Regions from separate parts of the Triticum aestivum genome. Here region 1 is linked to region 2. A link is a contact called in public Hi-C data. All regions are on one chromosome and are shown on one strand. The core of a region is the stretch at or near the end of the contact, and the rest is flanking DNA. Distances in the headings are between cores, read along the strand shown.

Region 1 (2,700 bases), core at 195-2,694, 390 kb before region 2:
AGGGGTACAATTACTGACCAAAAGCTATATCATGTATCCATATGCCAATATGGGGTGGTACACACATTTCAGGGAGTATCTGGGAATATAGATTTTAAGAAGAGATAAAACAAAACCCGATACAACGTGATAAGCATGGACACGAAGTCCTTCAGTGAATGTCCACCCTACACATCCCTAGCAAACAATCTTCGTTCCCTCAAAACACAGAAAGCAAACTGTTGTCTCATCCTCTAATAGTTGGTGATTTCTGATGTGTTTGATTCTCATGCACTGCGTTATTTTCATGAACATAAGAAGTGTGCCTATTTCACATTTTTAATGAACCAAACAAGATTTGGTAATAGCAGGTAGAAGCCAGTAATCTTGGCAATCTCCGGCATTGTCTAATATGAAGTACTTTCCATATTAAGGAGAGACAGACACGAGACGTGGAGCATAGTATCATGCCCCCGTCGCATGTGGCCGCCACCGTGAGGTTGCCCGACGCGGGTTGATCCATGATAGAAAGGGTGGCAAGTGTCGTAGGGCCCACCTGCCAGCTGTGGTGCCCAGATCTAGTTTAATGCCATGTAATCGAACAGATCAGTATGCTGAATGAAAATGCTCCCCAGTTCACATATCCTGCTCTTCAATCTCATCCCCTTGCTGCTCTCCTCACATCCCCAATTCCCCTCACCGCCGACAAAACCTCTAACCAACTGGTTGAAAACGTCATACGCTGGCAGCATGACCTCTACTGCCTGCCGCCTGAGGCAGATCTACCATGTGTCCTAGCAGGTTCCAAGGAATCACATCTTGCAAGGCACAAAAGGATGGAAGGGGGTACCTTGGGGACCGGAGAGGCGGCGGGAGCGGGAGGGAGGCGAACAGGCGCCCGCCCGAGACCCCCGGCGTCCTCGGAGGGATAGGCAACCCACGGCATCGGACGAGGCGGTGGTGCACAAGGCTTCCCGAAACCCGCAGCGTCCTCGGCGGCGACGGCAGGAGAGGCATCGCGCGGCAACGGAGGAGGTGGTGGTGGTGGCGCATGCGCGTGCGGCTTCGTGCTGCCCGCCAGGCTTGGCTTATAGCGCGGGCTGTTGGTGGCAGCGAGGGGCGGCCGGCCGGTCTGCTCACTCTCGAATCCAACGAGCCGAGCCTGCGGCGGAGCAACAAGAAATGGCGGTAATTTAGAGGGTCTCACATCCCGCCAACAACCTCTCCGGCCTCGCAAATCGTGCAATGCGACGCTGGATTAGATGGGCCTTACTTACCGCGGCGCCAGGAGCTCGCCGGCGGTGCAGATCCTCAGCAGGGGCACGTCCGGGAGAGGTTGCGGGCGCCGGCGGCGGGCGGGTAAGGGAGGAGTCGAGGAGGAGTGTAAAATCCGCCGCCGCCGCCGGCGGTTAGATCGAGAGGAGAGGAGATAGACCGGAGAGGGTGGGCTCGGGGTAGGCGTCGCACCAGAAAGCCCAGGTTGGCCCAGTTAACCAAAAAAGACCGTTTTATTCCATCCAGGTGGTGGATCCTATTAAACGTGTAACGCGCCGCCCACCAGGACTATATCTAGCCCACGCGCATGCTATGCCTTGCTTATAGGTTAACATTTTCTTAATACACGGTCAACTTTTTTGTAAACACATTTTAATATTTTCAAATGCTTGACTAACATTTTTTAAATACAAGATTAACATCTTGGGAAGATTCATGCTTTCTTTGCATTACTTTTGAACGGTTTCTTTTTCTTACTAAGATTTTCTTTCGGGTTTTTATATTTTTTACCATTCCTTGCCATCCTTTTTTTTACAAATTTCAATAAATTTAATAAAGCATTGTATTTTTAAAAATTAGGACACTTGAAAAAAAATTGAATACCTATTGAATCCATGAACATTTCTTTTTAATTTCGAAGTTTTTCAAAAACTTTTGAATAAGATTTAATTCATGATCAATTTAAAATTTACAGCAAGTTAAAAAATTAGAAACACTCTCTGAGTCTCGCCAACATTGTGCTAATTTACAAACATTTTTTTAGTCCGGAAACAAATCCATGAATATATTTTGAATTTTCACATTTTTTGAAGTTTTGAATATTTTAAAGTTGACAAACATTTTTTTTCAAATTTGCGACATTTCTTGTATAATGAACAATTTTTTAAAACTTATGATCTTTTCTATAAAAAAATTAAGAAAAAACGACCAGACATAGAAAAAAATAACTGCATATTGAATCTAAAACGAACAAAAAATCACATCGCATGTTGCCAGAACGACAGAGATATATCATATATGGGCCGGCCCGCAAATGCTATAGTTCGCTTACAGCGAGAATAGTATTCGTATCACCTGAAGACCGGTTTCCCCTCTCGTTAGGGTTCCCTCTCCTCTCGGCGGCGACTCAGGTTCCGCCGTAGAGATCTTCTCTCCCCTGCCGGTTTCCCCTATCACCGGAACACCGAGGCCCCGGGCTAAGGTCGAGGGTGAGATCGGGACAGCTAGGGATCCTACCGCCCGCGGAACGTGACCACGGGCAAGAGATCTGATCGATGGCGGATGAAGCGGAAAGTTCGGGCTCCTCCGAACTCGAGGCGATGATGGCAGAGCTGGGACTCCAGGAGGATGATCTGCAGGATGTGATCGTAGAAGAGGACGAGCTCCCGGAGGAGGCGACTCGTTGGATGGCAATTGCTAGGGTTCATACTGATAAATCCTACAGTC
Region 2 (2,700 bases), core at 60-2,559:
ATCGCGTAGTGCTATAAAGAGAAGGTGGGGACCAGAGGCACAGAGTACGAGGTTCGTCGCTGCCACCGCTCCTCACTCCTAATCCTATTCGATCCAGAGGGAGGCACTGAAGCGATGGGAAGCTCCACCGCCGCCACTCACGCACTCACCACTCTCTGGCATCACCGGCCACCTCACCATGGCCGGCACCAGGAGCTCCTCCACTGCAGGAGAAGGTAGCCACTCTTTCTCCACTCATCTATCTGTGATCCTCTCCTCACAGATGATGCATAGACAGTGTATATACAGATTGATCTATCATGTATTCCTAACCTACACGATCTACAGAACATAACATTGGTATCAGATGCAAGGAGAGGCGTCGGTTCTTCGGGTAGAAACAAATTCCAAAGCAAAAGAAATCCCCTCCCCAAGATCCCGAACCTCACAGGGCAAAGTTTTCACCGGAGAAGGGCCTTTGGCTCGCCGGCAAAGAAGCGCCGCCATCATGGCCGCACCGTTCCTCTTGATCCGGACGGGCATCGGCAAGCCGAGCCGTCCGGACGAAGAACCAACCCCTGAAAGGGGCAAAGTGCAACGCGGCCGATCCGTTCGACGGCAGCGCGCTCACCACAGGGGGGAACGCGCAGCCGGCAAAGGGAATGGCAACGGCGCCACCGTCGAGCTCTTCTCTATCTCTCTCACTGCTGGGTAGTGGTGGAAGAGAGAAACAGAAAGAAAAGAACGAAAAGGAGAAGGGGGGCACCGCAGCCAAACCGCTCGACGGCGGGGCGCTCACCGCGAGGTGGACGTGCAGCCGGCGGGGGGGAAGGCCACGGCGCCGCCGTCGGAAGCTCCACCGCAGTAGTCGTCCAGATCGAAAAAGAGGAGGCGCTGGTGTGTGGAGACAGAAAGGAGAAGACATGAGGAAAAGGGGGGAGGAAAGGGTGGCGCGCGCGGCGCGGTTGCTATCGTTGCCGTCACCGGCGGCTAGTGAAAACTCGCGGTGGTCTCGAGCACCAGCCGTAGGAGAGAGAAGAGCGAGCGGTGCGGATGAGGAAAGGAACGGGGAAGGAGGAAGTGTCGGCGGCCGGACGCGGTGCGGTGGCCGCTTGGCGCCGTCGCCGGCGACCGGGGCAGGCGACCGGGGTTCCGCTGTCTGCCTGAGAGATCGAAGAAGGGAAGAGGAACGAGTCGAATGGAGGCTAGGGTTCGGGTCTCTCTCCAGTTTTGATCGAACGATAAGAACGGAGGACCCTTCGATGGAGATCGACGGCCAAGGGCGAATACCTAGCTCCACACCGGGCCACTGGGCCGAAAGACAAGGGCGCGCCAGGCCGCCCTGCTTGCACTCGCGCCGGGCCTCTTTTCGGCTAGTACAGGAGGCGGCCCAGGCCAGAGCAGGGCGCGCGCGCTGCGGGCCTTTTGGGTCGGCTGCAGCTGCTGCGCGCACTGTGCGGTGGCAGGCCCGGATGGCATTTTCATTTTAATTTTTTTATCTGTCTTTTGTCCGGCTTTTTGGACAAAATTTCATACGGTTTTTTCTATTCAAAAAAGAAATATTCAAAGAATTTTTTTTGTTTAGAAATAGAAAAGTAAAAGTAACGTTTCTGAATAGAAAAAAGTTCATGAATTTATTATTCATGTTTTTCGCTGCAAAATAAATAAAAATGCTCTTTAAAAAAAGGAATCTCTTTTGAATAGAATATTGTAAAGTTTCTGATGCAAAGTAAAAGTCTAATCCTCCAATTAAATTGGAACCAACGGGAAGATTTAATTGGAAGAATAGTTTTCGAGAGAAGTTTTTTCACTTGTGGGTGAAATCAGATTCAGATAGCTTCTGCTATGACAATAGAAAGATATTTGATTAAAGTTTAAGTATGGTATTATTATTTTCTGACCAACGTTGAAGATGACAATATTATAATTCAATGAGTCTTATAGTTAAAAGTTCAAATCTGTGATAAAGTTTGTATCAAAGTGACCAATTTTTAGAGAATTTGATAAAGATTGAGAAATGTATATTGCTAGTTTTCCGCTGCAATAAAGTTCATAATGATGATTATTTTCTTAGCAAAGTTACTTAATAGAAATTTTATCATCACATTATTTATAAGTTATATGTGTTATTTCCATTTCTGCCCAACGGTGATATGGAATTAATGTAGAAGGATGATGTTTTGTTCTAATTCTGCCCAACGGTGATTTAGAATATAAAAGAAAGTTTTAAAAGTTTAATGTGCGTATTTTTTTAACTAGATCAACATGGGGTTATTTTTATGCTCATTATTGTTGATTATTGGCTAAGTTTTTCTCAGACTAAAAGTTTTCCATGCCTTCATTCGTGAAAGCAAATGTCTGGGTACTTGTGACCCAAAAGATGACCAAGAAAGGTCATAATGTGAGGGAGTATGTTCTCTCTAAAGAATGGCTTCAAAAGAAAGTAATTCTTGGATATTAATATCCAAGAAAAGAAAAGAGATAGATCATTGAGAGTCTTGGCTGACGAATGTCTTTCATGTACTCTCTATGAAGAAGATTTTTCAGTCAACATGATTTGAGATGAAACAAGCAACATGCGTGTTTAATTTGACCAACGTCGGATCAAGCATGTGTGTCAAAGAGCATTCGGATTTATTTATAAATTTGATGATTGAATATGCAGTCAAAAGAGTCAATTCTGGCATTTATGTCCCTTACAGGGAATTACCTGCATGGCAG

The links. A called contact is a pair of places that touch in the nucleus more often than the background predicts.
Region 1: a contact with region 2 is called in a Hi-C map of leaf, with 5 times the contacts expected there. The contact joins the promoter of LOC123107714 here to the enhancer-like site in region 2. A contact is called at or near these places in 2 of 5 Hi-C or Micro-C datasets (both in leaf).

The regions. Positions count from the first base shown.
Region 1 is chr1B:68,970,462-68,973,161 of IWGSC CS RefSeq v2.1, reverse strand. LOC123107714 (4'-phosphopantetheinyl transferase HetI) reads right to left here and starts at 1,444. Exons shown (of 9, transcript XM_044529659.1): 1 at 1,257-1,444; 2 at 830-1,141. The coding sequence starts at 1,032.
Region 2 is chr1B:68,584,905-68,587,604 of IWGSC CS RefSeq v2.1, reverse strand. No RefSeq gene overlaps it. Among protein-coding and RNA genes, the nearest start is that of LOC123107695, 73 kb to the left of the region's middle. Within about 2 kb of position 1,309, at least 3 of the 8 cell types and tissues checked have an H3K27ac peak or open chromatin away from gene starts, as enhancers often do. A contact at or near this core is called in leaf, where this site is marked.